Regions from separate parts of the Rattus norvegicus genome. Here region 1 is linked to region 2. A link is a contact called in public Hi-C data. All regions are on one chromosome and are shown on one strand. Each heading gives the region's core, a stretch centred on a gene start, on an enhancer-like site or on the middle of the called end of the contact. The rest is flanking DNA. Distances are from core to core; before and after follow the strand shown. Region 1 overlaps Fam219a (family with sequence similarity 219, member A). Region 2 holds the start of Nudt2 (nudix hydrolase 2).

What was found. A called contact is a pair of places that touch in the nucleus more often than the background predicts.
Region 1: a contact with region 2 is called in a Hi-C map of Schwann cells, with 9 times the contacts expected there. The contact joins the enhancer-like site here to the promoter of Nudt2 in region 2. A contact is called at or near these places in 4 of 12 Hi-C or Micro-C datasets (the A7r5 cell line, Schwann cells, frontal cortex and 1 more).

The regions. Positions count from the first base shown.
Region 1 is chr5:61,505,905-61,512,567 of GRCr8, forward strand. All of the region lies in intron 1 of Fam219a (family with sequence similarity 219, member A), which reads right to left. Among named protein-coding and RNA genes, the nearest start is that of Fam219a, 17 kb to the right of the region's middle. Within about 2 kb of position 4,852, at least 21 of the 93 cell types and tissues checked have an H3K27ac peak or open chromatin away from gene starts, as enhancers often do.
Region 2 is chr5:61,420,012-61,427,537 of GRCr8, forward strand. Nudt2 (nudix hydrolase 2) reads left to right here and starts at 4,165. Exons shown (of 3, transcript NM_207596.2): 1 at 4,165-4,200. It overlaps Kif24 (kinesin family member 24), which reads right to left and starts at 3,871. Exons shown (of 12, transcript XM_039111402.2): 1 at 3,734-3,871.

The sequences.
Region 1 (6,663 bases), core at 3,602-6,101, 87 kb after region 2:
CAATTTTGCAGAGAAAAAATAAGGCTGAGAAGCTCCCATGTAGGCTCTGAGCCAAGGCTAGTTAACACGTCTTCTGTTCCTTTCCTACTTTGCCACATTAAAAGGCTATTCTGTTAGGTGTTTTAACAGGAGGGCGAACACCCAAACATGTGTGACCACGGCTGAAGCTGGGGATGCCACTACACCATCTCCTCCTCACTTCTCTTTGCTGGTGAAGGTGAAGCTGCAGGAAACTTGCCAACAGGAGTTAAGAGGCAGGGATCTATCTGCTCAATGTTGAGCTTCATTTCCAAAGAGATGCCTGGTCTCCTCACAGCCTGAAGAGTTAGAGAAGGTGGGAGATGTGAGTTTAAAGCTGAGGGCGCCCAGCAGGAACAAGACCAGCCTGGGGAGCGGCAGCACCTGAGGTGACATTTCCACCCTCTTCTGTGCATTTAGCCAACATGTCCCTACAGCACCTGATTCCAAACATATGCGGGTGATGGAACGTAACCTCTATTGCCTGTGTGGGGCTGTGCTAAAGGAAAGATTAAATGAGGTAAATTGATTTATCATAAGATTCTGGACAAGGGCAAACAAGGAAGAAAGTGCAGGTTCCTACGTGATTAGAACTGCTGCTGTTTTACACTGCCAGACTTCAAAATGTACAGCTACATATACAGCTTCAAACACAGACAAATGCAGGCTACCCACATTTCATAGCATCTTATGGTGGCAACTTTTATGTTATATGCCTTTTGTGCCAAGGAAAATAGATTATAAACATCTTTTCATCTGAAAACCATTTATTATTAGTGTGTATGATGTGTGTGGACACACATGACACAGTACATATGTGAGGGCCAGAGGACGACTTTGTAGAATTGGTTCTCTCCTTTCATCTTTGTTGGGGGATCAAACTACAGTCACCAGGATTCTGCAGCACGTGGTGTTACCTGTTGAGTCAGCTTATCTAGGTGTCTGGTTTAAAAACAAACAACAAAGAACCAACAGTGTCTCATGTATCTTGGCACTCAATTTGTGGACCAGACTGGCCTCTAAGTCATAGAAATCCTCCTGCCTTTGTATCCTGAGTGCTAGGACTAAAGGCATATGCCACCATGATTAGTTTCTTTGCTTTTTAAATTTTCTTTTCACTATGATAATACTGTGCTATGGTATGTTTACTGCATCTATTTAATGCTACATTATAAAAGTATATACATTTTTAAGGCAGTATCTCACCACATATTTCACTCTGGCCTTGAACTTGTGATCCTTCACCCTTGGTCTCCAAAGCTCTGGTATTACAGGCATGGACCACCACACCTAGATGTGTTTACTCAGAAACAATTATAATGGCTAGTAAAAGAATACATTTGCCTATTTTTTCTAGTTTAACCAAATTTCTAAACACAGGACCACTGTCAGTTGTCTATCCTCACCAACTTGGTTTATGGCGTGCTCTGGTTTGGAAGTCAGGAAGACCAGCTGTCCTATAACTTTTGGTAAGCTATTTTTATTAATGCCTCTTTCCTTCTGTGGATGAAATATTCCCTAGTTTGCAAGGCTGGTGTGAGAATGGAAGGGAGTAATGAATGTAAAGTACTTTACACCAGGCCTGGCACGGTCCACACATGGGAGCTGGGGTTATATTTACACCACATATTTCTCATCTGCATGCTCCCATCTACTCTAAAGTCAGTCCCGATTTCCCTGCCACCAGAGAAGCCTCGGCACGCTGGCTAACTTGAGCTTTACTGTAATTAAGACCAAGAGGTATTGCCCTCCTCTCACGAGGTCCTAGGAATGCCTTCAAGCTAATTTCCAGAGTGCAGCTTTTAGTGAGTAAATCACTGAGACAAACACCCATTCTCCCTCTCAGTTATCTTTATTAGGATCTTACTCAGCACATGCTTGCTCCCCGGGACACTGCTGAACAGGTCATTTAAACAGCTGGTCCTTCTTTTCTCTAAACAAGATGCTATGTTACAGCCCGGGGGTGGCCAAGGGTCCATGGAAACCATATGGGGCAGCAGGCCCTCGAAATGCATGACCCTAGAACAGCAGCAGCCCAGGTGGGGGTCCATCCCCCGTGTCGCATCCTTCCACAGCTGGGCTCCACAGCCAGCTCTGCCAAGTACTCATTACACAGCTGAAATTAACCAGAAGCCGGTGGCAACTCTGGGACATGCCAAGAGGGGGCAGTGTGGTACTACGGTTAAGAGAATGAGTTCCAAGGCCACACACCTGGGTTTGATATGGCTCTGCCACTTAGCTGTGACCTTGGGTCTCAGCTCCCCCTCTGTAGATTAAGCAGATACCCCCTTCACAGAGTTGCAAAGGTTAAGTGAAATGCTGTGTGTCTGGTAAATGTTCACTAATAGCAGGGCACATGTTAAATATGACAGAATGACAGGTGACTAAATAAGAGATCAGAAACTGAAATTTTCATTCATGCATTCATTCATTCATTCATTCATTCATTCATTCAACAGGTAGTCAGTGAAAGTCTACTATATGACAGGTACTTTCAGGGGTTTAATGTGATACCAGAAGTGGTCTCTGCCTTCATGGAACCTGGACTTTATAAGTCCTTATGGCAACAGAACACTTATCCATATATTTCCTAATTACATCTGTGAGAAGCACAAGGAGAGAAGATCCCTGAGGCAAGCTTAGAAGACAAGTTGGAGTTAACCCAAACAAGGTAGAAGGTACAGAACAAAGCATTCCAGGAGAAAATTATGGGTACAATCCCTGAGCAAAAGGAAGCAGAACTTGGGGAAGCAGAGGGAGGCGGGGTGCAGCCAGGGTGGAAGCGACAGGGCTTGAGGTGAGCTGGAAGGGAAGGCTGCAGGCGACTATCCGACTATCCGAGGCCTTGCAGGTCGTTCGAGGATTTGAGCAGTTTCCTTTTCTTTTCTCTTCAGACAGGAGCTCATGCATCCCAGGCTGGCCTAGACTTACTGCGTGTCTGCAGATGCCCTGGCCGTCTGGTCCCCTCCCCCTCTGTCTCCAAGTGCTGAGATTACAGGGCTCTCTTCCATACCCTGCTCAGGACTCCCATGTTTACAGGCAGGAGAAGTTGCTTAAGTGTAAGGGATAAGGGACTTCCGTTACTTAGCAACCCAATTTCCTTTGTGCCTCTGCTTTTTTAGGGAGTTTGAGAAGTTCAGATAGGGTTTTTCTATGGGTCCCAGGTTCACCTTGAACCACTCACTATGCAGCCTGGGCTGACTCGTGCTTCAGCCTCTTGAGTACTGGGGATTACAAGTGTGCACTACCACATCTGGTTTCTGTTGACTGTTTTATTATTTTGTGACAGAAGGTCTCACTGCATGGATTAGACTGCTCTCAAATTCACAATCCTACTTCAGCCTCCCAAGTGTTGGGATCACAGATGTGTATTACTATACATCACTGATAATCTCTCTTCATGGGATGAAAGAGATTGGGTTTCACATAATTCTTGCTGGGGCCATCCAGGAGAGGGGAGTAAAAAAGTACTATGTGGCAGGTCTGCTTTTGGAGCAGAATGTGGCCCTTCAGGTTCTTTCTCACTGTTCAAGGAAGAGTCAGGCAGATGGAGGAACCAGGGTGGACATCCAAGGTTCCTCTTATCAGAAATCCTACAGTTGACCCTGTGAATTTGTGAATTATGTATATACTTATTCAACTTCAGTTGGAAATATTAGGCAGAAAATGTCTGGACTAAACATGTATGGACTTTTTAAAATCATTATTCCTGGGGTTGAGGATTTAGCTCAGTGGTAGAGCGCTTGCCTAGGAAGCACAAGGCCCTGGGTTCGGTCCCCAGCTCCGAAAAAAAAAAAAAAAGAACCAAAAAAAAAATCATTACCTTAAGCAATATAGTACAATAACCATTTATACCCAGCATGGTGGCACATGCCTTTAATCCCATCACTTAGGGAGAAGCAGGTAGATCTCTTTGAGTTTCAGGTCAGCAGGGTTACATAGTAAGATAGTGTCTCAAAACCAAACCAAATCAAACCAACCAAACAAAATAACTGTTTACATGGTACACACATTGTATTAGTCATGGCAAGGAATCTTGGGAGGGTTTCAAGTATTAAGAAGTGTGTGTACACTGTATGCCACTCTAAGTTTCTTTCAATTTTGTTCTTCTTTGAAACAGGGTCTGCCTATGTTGTCCAGGTCAGCACTGAACTCATGTACTCAAGCAATCCTCTTGCCTCAGCCCTGAATTGTGGAGACTCTAGGCACATGCCACCATGCTTGGCTACCAAATAACTAAGGGGCTTGAATGACCATGGTTTTAGGTGTTGGCAGAGGGACTGGTCCTAGAGCCAATTCCCCACAGATGCTGAGAAACCATCACACTGGGCAATGGACACCAAAATACAGTACCTGCTATTTCCTGCCTCTGATAGCTAATCCCTGACCAGCCTGCACCTTTCAGGCTTCCTGCTACATCAAAAGCTCGATGTCATTGGACATAGTGACCAGAAGACTACGCTGGGTGTTACAGGTACAAGATTTACATAGGCAGGGTTGGGGTCTGGGTGGATTTTAGTCTGTAAGCAGCAGCTCCAGACTCTGGGCTTTCTGGTCATTTGGCCACTGAGAAAATGATGCCTGCATTTTACTTGTCTAGAGCACATGTACACAGAGCACAAGATCTACAGTCTCTCCTCGAAACAGAAGAATCAAAGAGGAGCGGTGATCAGGGGAGGTGTAGGAATGCCAAAGTACCAGAGGATGGTAACTGTTCTGCTCCCAAAGGCAGTTAAACTTGGTAGGAGAGAGAAGAGGACATGACAGCTGGGGTTGCCCTTCCCATGCCTCCCTCAACCTCTCCCAGCCAGTAAACAGGAAGCCAGGCTTGGGTGCCTGCCAGAACCCCGACTTGGGCAGGAAGCTGAGGAAACAAATGTGGAAGACTATCCTCAGTACAGAAGAAGGCTCCTGAGAAAGTCCTAGGCAGGAGAAGAAAACCCAGCTCCTGTGCAGAACTTTCTCAGGAAAGCAGCAGCCTGAGCTGCTTGCACACCTCAGGCATGGCCTGTGGGTCAGGCATGGCCCTAGCAGGATTCACAGAGATGTCTCGGTGAGAAGAGAACCAAGTCGGGAGCCTCCCCTCAGGGAAGCCTAGATCACCCAGGAAGCAGAATGGAGTCCATGAGGTCTGAAGACCTGTTAGAGCCATCTTGGGTTGATGCAGAAGGAAATGATGGTGTGGCATAAGGATGGTGTGGGGAAAGTAGATGCCAAGGAGAGACGGCCTGCAACCAGGGCTATTGATGGGCACCAGGAAGCTCCTAATGAAATAATGGCCCGAGGTAATGACCAGCAGGGATGCTGAGGACATTAGGTAAATGTTGAGGAACCTCTGTAATGGGCTGTAATCAGGATAACTACCCCATCAATCAGTCTGCACACCACAGGCCAGCTGTGTGCTGAGGATGATGTACTCAACTATACCTCAGAGGGACCTGGGCTCATGCACAGCACATCTACTAAGCAGTCTTCAGGCATGGACTCTGACTACTGGTTTACAGAAATGTGGGAGAGAAGAATAGGACTAAAAACAGCACAGGGATGCCACTCACAAACCAGAATGTGGGAAACATAACAAAAGACCCTCAAAGAGGTAACTGCAAGAAAAGAAAAGGTAGGAGGGACTACAGATTAAGTAAGTGCCAACAAGGACCACATAAAACCCACGTGGCACAAGCTTGACGCCTGGTTTGGAGCCCTGGAACCTAAGTAAAGACGGAAGGACAGAACTGACCCTACAAAGTTATTCTCTGATCTCAATGTCAAGGGCACGCATACACACACACACACACACACACACACACACACACACACACACACACACACACACATCCCAGATAAAATCTGAAAAAGGAAGGCCAACCAAGTACAATGTATGGACTAACAGCAAGCAAGCTAAGTGAGAGTTTTATGATGTTAAGAGATGTGAAAACATCACAATCTGTTAAAGATAACATTAAAAAGACAGACCCAAGACGATGGTAAACATGAATTAGAATTATCTGTCAGCAAGGGGAATGGATGAATGATGTCAAAGTTGTTTGTGAATATGTAAGGGTTCATTTTACTTCCTAGTAAACATATGCTTGAAAGGTACTGTGACAAAATGTTGGACAGAACTCAAAGCCAGGATAGGCTGCCTCCTTTTCTAGCACACAGACATGGGGAGGGTCTTTTTAAATGCTGTCTGACCACTGACCTTTGTAAAGTGAACTAGCAGCACAACAAGCCCTGCCCTCTATAAACAGTGAGCTCTCCAAGAAGGTCCCATTGTGACAACAGGAATCACTAACATGGGATAGGGGAAAGGACAGGGTCTCTGAGACCCTTCATAGCTCTCTGTGTAACTGCCCTCTCATGGGATCATCCTCTGAGAGGAGAGCTCGTTTGTCTCTAAGCAGCCTTACCACAGCCCCATCACTGAGGTGGGGGCCCTTCTCATTTGATGAAGAGAAGAAACATGTCCCTGCCATCTGCCATCACACAATTCCTCTTCCTCCTCCTCCTCTGCCTACTCTCCCTAACCACTAGCCACACACCATGACTCCTGCTTAGACTTTCTGAAACAAAGCCAGGCCTGGGAGCTGAAAGGCCAGCCAAGAACAGAGAAGGTTCTCTGGAAGCTAGGATCTTCAGGGAACT
Region 2 (7,526 bases), core at 2,915-5,414:
GAAGAACTAAAACAGATGGTACTCAATGGAATTCCTACGGTTAGGGGTGGTGGATTCTGGACACTATTACTGCCATATTACTTTAAACAGAAAGAAAGAAAGAAAGAAAGAAAGAAAGAAAGAAAGAAAGAAAGAAAGAAAGAAAGAAAGAAAGAAAAAAGACCTTTGAGATTGTTTGCAAATTTAAAAAAAGTTAGTTTCATGTTAATCACCTAAAAATAAATCTAACAAAATTGCTGAACCCAGTCATCTTAAGTCAACACAGGCCTACTATTCTAAATACTAAGGTTTAATATAGGGACAAGTAGCAACCAATGTTGGGTTTAAATGCAGTGGTTTATTTTTATTTTTAAAATTTTAGTTTAGTTCAATCTCAGGAAGTTGTCACTTAAAGATTTTTTTGCCAGTTTGCAGCCATAAAACCATGTCAACAAACCATATCTCATGTGTTTACCTAGAAAAATAATGGCTACAATCAGTCTTTATAAATTCCCAAGCTGGCTGGGCAGTAGTGGTGCACACACTCAGGAGGCAGAGGCAGATGAATGTATGTTTGAGGCAAGCCTGGTCTATAATGTTAAGTTCCAGGACTGCCAGGGCTAACAGAGAAACATGTCTTGAAAAGCCAAAATAAACAAACAAATAAATTTCCAAGCTACTATGATTTCAGTCATAGTCAAACTCCTTTGGAAACAGTTGTTCCTATGGAATCAGGCATTACTCACACAGGGATGATGCTGAGAAAGCATAATTTAAAAATAACCTCAGTCGGGAGTGGTAGTGCACATCTTTAGTCCCAGTAGTCCAGAGGTACAGGTAGGCAGATATCTGTAAATTCAAGGCCAGTCCACATAGTGAGTTTATGTGTGTGTTTGTGTTTTAACACAGGGTCTTATGTAGCCCTAATGGCCTGGAACTCACTATATAAGCCAAATTGGCCTTGAACACAGAGATTATTAGTGCACACCTTTAATCCCAGCCTGTCTCCAGAGTGCTGGGATTAAAGGTGTGCACTACCACATTCCCAGCCTCACTTAACAAAACTTGTTAACCTACAGTACACAAAGTTTGAACAAATTTGCTAAGTCTACATGGAGAAACTAGGTAAATACCTCATAGACACTAGATGAAGAAATATGAGAAAAATTCAACCCTTCATTATACAGAAAACAAAATACCAACCTCTCAGCTCCTCCTGCACCATGTCTGCCTGGATGCTGCCATGCTCCTGCCTTGATGATAATGGACTGAACCTCTGAACCTGTGAGCCAGCTGTCCTTGTAAGAGTTGCCTTTGTCATGGTGTCTGCTCACAGCAGTAAACCCTAACTTAAGACAGTAGTGATCAGCTTGCTTTCTCCACTCTTAGACTGTCCAGAATCCCCTGCCTAGGACATCCACAGTGAGCAGGTCTTCCCACCTCAGTTAATACAAGTCAATCTTCCACAGACATCAGTTTTTCCCACGTGGTTCTGTTTTGTCAAGTTGACAATTAGCATTAAACATCACAATATCTAAATCACAACAGCTGCTATACTTGACATTTTGTTGTTTGAGGCAAGGTTTCTCTGTGTATCCCTGGCTGTCCTAGAACTCACTCTGTAGACCAGGTTGGCCTTGAAATCCAAGATCTGCCTGCCTCTGCCTCTCAAGCGCTGGGATTAAAGGCATGAGCCACTACTGCCTGGCAACATTTTGAATCTTTTCATTAATGTTAACTCTGAACTATGAATTTCATATAAGAAAGAATAATCAGCAATAATATTGTGACTGTACAGGCCACAAGTCAACAATGAAATAGTCTTGGAAATGAAGCAGGATTCTGGATATCTGATGAATGGTCAGAGGCTGAGCTGTTAATATGTTCTGAAGAGAATGGTCACAAAATTGTCTCTGCAGAATATAAATGCAAAGAAAAAATGTCTTAAAGGCAGGCAAGAGGGCTCAACAGATAAAGGCACTTTCTGCCAAGTCTGATGACCCAAATAAATCTGGAAAGGAGAACCTACTCCCCAAAAGCCATCCTCTGTTCATACACAGACACACAACAACAAATAAAACAAATAATAAAAGGTTTTAAAAATTTTCCAAAGTGAGTGTGTTGGCTTATATTTATAATTCCAGCACTCAGGAAGCTGAAACAGGATTATTATTGCATGTTCCTACAATGTAAAATGCTATCCCCAAAAAAGTTTTTTTAAAAAATGGAGCTGGAGAGATGGCTTAGCCTTTAAGAGCACTGGCTGTTCTTTCAAAGGACCTGGGTTCTTTTCCCAGCACCCACATGGTGTCTCACAACTGTCTATATCTACACTTGCAGGGAACCCAACCCTCTTTTGGCTTCCTTCATACCACACACACACAAGGTATACATAAATACAGGCAAAACACTCATACACATAACATTTATAAAAAAAAAAAAGCCAAGGCCAAGGAAATACCTTGGTAGGTAAATGCACAAAACCTATAAGCCTAATGATCTAAGTTCAATGCCTAGAACCCCATTAAAGGTCACATGTGGTATCACACATCTGTAACCCCAGCACTCCTAGGGAGAAGTGGGGGAGGGGGTTACAGAAATATCCTGGAATATGCAGTGCAGCAGCCTAAACAAGCTGCGTGCTCATGAATCTCATGAATGAGATATTCTCTCTCTCTCTCTCTCTCTCTCTCTCTCTCTCCCCCCCCCCCTCTCTCTCTCTCTCTCACACACACACACACACACACACACACACACACACACACACACAATGCTAAGTGGAAAAAAAAAACCCTCAAAGTCAAATAACTGATTTCATTTTCCAAAGCACAGATAAAATGTGACGATAGTTGGAGGTCACTAAATAACACTGGCATATAACAACAGAATGGTCTGTTTTAAGCAAATATATTTAGGGGTCTGATAAGAGGTATTTTTAGGCCAGACTACAATGTGGGGAAGAGGTGTAGCAACCAAGTTACAATTTTACCTTTCTAAACATAGAGTTCCAGGATAGTCACATCTAACTTTGTCTCCAAACAAATAACCCCACACACAAAAATTAAAATAATAAAAGCAGTAAACAATGAATTAATGTCAGTATGCTAGTGGTCAGCTCGCCTTCTCTACTCTTACTACTGTCCAGAATTCCCAGCCTAGAGAATACTGTCATCCACAGTAAGCAAGCAGGGCTTCCTGCTCCGATTGTGGGGCTGCCAACGCTGAATTTTCTAGCTTTTTTGTATATGAGATTAGGGTGTCCTCTCTTCCACCTGCTCCCAAATTGTTTGAATAGAACAAGACACAAAAGATAATCGATTCTATTCGTAGTGAGTTAAAGCCAACTGAACTTTCCTTTAAAAAAAAAAAAAACTACTATGCGTAAGGCATTGCGGAAAGGCTTGTCTTATCTCAGAGGTCAAAATTAAATGAGGAAAAGAAGAATGAGGTTTCCGGAAGTTCACAAAAACAACCCAAAGTCGAATTCAGGCTAGCTCTGAAGAGCATGTTTCAAAGGCAAGGGGCCTTTGGGGATTCAGAAAGGCCTCAAGAATGGTGGCGTTCGAGGTAACTGCTGGAGAAACCGCAGACGGGGAGACGAAATAGGAGAGTGCGTGAACCCTCGAAGAATCCGAGAAGCCAAGCTCTAGTTACCCGGCAAATACCGGTCTCGACACACGCTACTCTGAGACAAGCGCACCCTTTCCCTCGCAGGCGCAGGGCTTGGGCTCAAGCCAAAGCCACCGTGTCTCACCTCAGGGCCTTCCCGGCTCCTCCTCAGTCAGTTTCTCGGAGGACGGAAGAATTAGTGCCGTCAGGAGAAAGCCCTAAGCCGGGCTAGCAGAGCGTCCCGTCAACCCGCCTAAGGAGTCCGCCAGGCCACATCTCTATGGCAACGCCACCAAGCGCCAGTTCGAACGCGCGCGCTGTCGCCCGCCCGCCTGCGGTCCCGCAGAACCCGCCAATGGTCATTCACAGGGCCTATCACCCTCTCCTCTAAAGGGCCAATCAGAGATCAGAAGAGACAGGGGCGGTCCAATGGTTCCGCTTGGGGAAGATCTCGCGACGTTCCCAGTCAGAAAACCGCGCCTCAGAGGCGGGTGGCAGCGCCTGATGCCCAATCCCGTGGCTCGCCTGAAGTGCAGCCGGGCTCTTCTGATTGGCTGGCGCGCTTTGTCTCCTTTCGAGAACCGCCTCCTGCCTCCTGCCTTCGTGCTGCGGGTGAGTGCAGTGGGGCTGGGGGCGTGGGGAATGTCGTGTGCTCTTGATCTGTTGCTGCGGGAACGGAGCTGGCATTGAGGCGGGTGTAGGCAGGCCAGGCAGGCCCTATCCACTCGCAGGACCTCGGTTTATCTCTCTGCACCTGAGAGAACAAGGTTTAGTGGTGATGGCGTGCGTCGGAAGAATTCCAGAGGCAGAGAGGTCCAGCTTTGGGACTTAGCGGGCCAATCATACCTTCTCCCTAGGCCTCTGTACTGCTTCGTAGTTATCGATTAAACCCTACCTGCATTCCAAGAGATCTTACGTTTTGTAAAAAACAAAACAAAACAAAACAAAAAAAACAAAAAAACTTTCCTTGTTTGTTTGTGTGTGTATGTGTGTGTCTGTCTGTCTGCGTCAGTTATGCGTCCCACGTTCATGCAGAAGCCAGAAGGCGTCGGATCCCAGAAATTCGAGTTAAACGCGGTTGTGAGCCACCTGCTTTAGGTTCCTGGGAACCGAACCCCAGTCCTTTGGAAGAGTGGCAGGTGCTCTAAAGGGGGGAAAAAAGGCCAAACAGCTTAAATCGAGAACCGTCAAGTTGCCAACGCAAAATGCATCATATCCAGTGGCGATTAAGCTTAGAAATTGGACATGCCTGCGTTTGATTAACTACCCCAAAATATTTCTGAACCATAGCTCATTTTCGCTTTTCTGAAAAATGATAGTAATGCGTCAACAGGTTGTAAAGAAGACAAAGTGAAAAGAATGCTTGGCAGGTCCTAGCTTCTCAGGTAAAAAGGTACCACCAGCATGGTGGGAGCAAGTACACTAGCCAGGATGTGTGCAGCTTCGTGTGTGCTTTAACATAGTGCTCATTTTAGCTCAAAAATTAACCATTCGGGGGCTGGAGAGATGGTTCAGTGGTTATGAGCCCTTGCTTCTCTTCCAGAGAACTTTGAGTTCATTTCCCAGCACCCATGTCAAGTGGCTCACAATTGCTTCTGACTCCTGCTCCAGGTGATCCCTGGCTCTCCTCAGGCACCCACATACACACAACTGGCAGACACACAGACATAAACAAAAATAAATCACTAATCAGAGAATAAAGATAATTCTTACTAAGAAATAAATTCAGAATTCAAAAGAGTAGAAAATAGACAATATAGTAAAAGGAATTAATCTTGTTGATCTTTAAAAATTACTAATAATTATCGTGAGCGCTGTTTATCAGCTGTTTCACAGAAAATATAAAAATGATAGACATTTCTTGATTTGCTGCGTGTGGCAGCGCATGCCTTTAGTCTCAGCATTCGGGAGCAGAGGCAGGAGGATCTCTTGTGAGTTTTAGGACTGCGTGGTCTAAAACGTAAGTTCCAGGATATACAGGACTGTTACACAGAGGGGGCAAAATTCTTAATTTTAACTATTAATAAGAGTTGAGGGCTGGAGAGATAGCTCGGTGGTTAAGAGCACTGACTGCTCTTCCAGAGGTCCTGAGTTCAATTCCCAGCAACCACATGGTGGCTCACAACCATCTGTAATGAGATCTGATGCCCTCTTCTGGCATGTAGGTATATATGCATCAGAGCACTCATACATTAATATATATATATATGAAATAAAATATATATATGAAAAAAAAGAGTTGAGTGCCTGTAAAATGCAGATAAGCATTCAGTTGGCTTATTATAAGATAAGAGTGACTGACGTATATTCTGTATCTCTGTATATACACACTTTATTTTAAACTCTCAACAATGAGAAATAGATGTTAAAGTCACTTTGCAAGCAATGATGTGTCTTTCAGGTAACAACCTGAATTTAGTAGCCAAGTTTCTTTCACAGCAGTGTCAACTATGGTTTCCTATGGTTGTGAACTGGAAGAGGGTGAAAATATTTGGAATACCAGATTGAAAAGGGGTGGTTAGAAAGGCAAATGTACCCACATTCAATGAAAATGGCTTGTCTTAGTGAAGGTCTCTACTGCTGTGATGAGACAGTGACCGAGAGCAACTTGAGGAAGAAAGGGTTTATTTGGCTTACTCATCCTATCTCTGTTTATCATCAAAAGAAGTCATGGGTTGGGGATTTAGCTCAGCGGTAGAGCGCTTGCCTAGCGAGCACAAGGCCCTGGGTTCGGTCCCCAGCTCCGAAAAAAAGAAAAAAGAAAAAGAAGTCAGGACAGGAGGGACGTGGAGAAAGGTGCAGATGCAGGGATCTTCATGAAGGAGGGCTGCTGACTGGCTTGCTCCTTGTGGCTTGCTCGGCCTACCTTCTTACAGAACCCAGGACCACCAGGCCAGGGATGGCCCCGCCCACAGTGGGCTGGGCCCTTCCACATCAACCACTAAGAAAGTGTCCTATAGGTTTGCCCACAGCCCAATCTCAGAAACATTTTCTAAACTGAGGCTCCCTCCTCTCCAGTGAGTCTAGCTTGTGTCAGGTTGACATAGAACTAGTTAGCACATGGGTTGTTGGAATATCTATGATAAAGACAAATCTTTTTCTAATATAAAATATTCAATTTAGGGATAGAAGAATGAGATGTCGCTAAACTTCAGACCCAGTTTTCGTTTATCTTGTGGGTAGTCTATAGCCCTTCAAATTCAACTCACTTCAAAAAGAAATGGCTAGCTTCTTCTTCCATCCAGTTACCCAAACCAGACGCCTCTACAATTATCTGTAACCTGGTACCCCGCCCCAATGCATATATATGTTTAAGAAGGAAATAAGCATGTAACATGCCTTTTCGCCTAGTCTTCTCTTCCAATTCGTTCTTCTCGTTACTTACTGCAAAAATGCTTTCGTAAAATGTCAGTCTGACCAAAATACCCTCTGCCTAAAACCAGTAGTCCTCACTGTCTACAGGCTGTGTATTAAACCAGGCACGGTGGCCTGCCTTTAATCCCAGCACTTCAGGGGCAGATGAATCACTGAGTTTGAAGCCAGCCTGATTTGCACAGAGTTCTGGATCAGCAAGGGCAACATAGTGAGACCCTGTCTAGAAAGCAATATAAACTAAGCTGCTTACCAGTGGGATGCTATTTTGTGTGAGAGCTTTGCACATTCCTTCCTTGGTCTAGAGGGCCTCCTTGCCTCGTCTTCATAAGACCTGGTAAATTCAGCCATCATTCAAAATCTTTGTAATGTCGCTCCAGATGTGGCTCCATCCAGTCATAAAATGTATGCTGCACAAGGATGAGGATCTGAGAGACCACAGCACCCAGGTGAAAAACACACAAGTGCATGCACGCATGCACATCCCTATTTATGGGGTACCCCTTTGACCTAAAGATCCTCCTTTCCTGTCTGTCTCAGACACCTTTATGATAAATGAAACACTT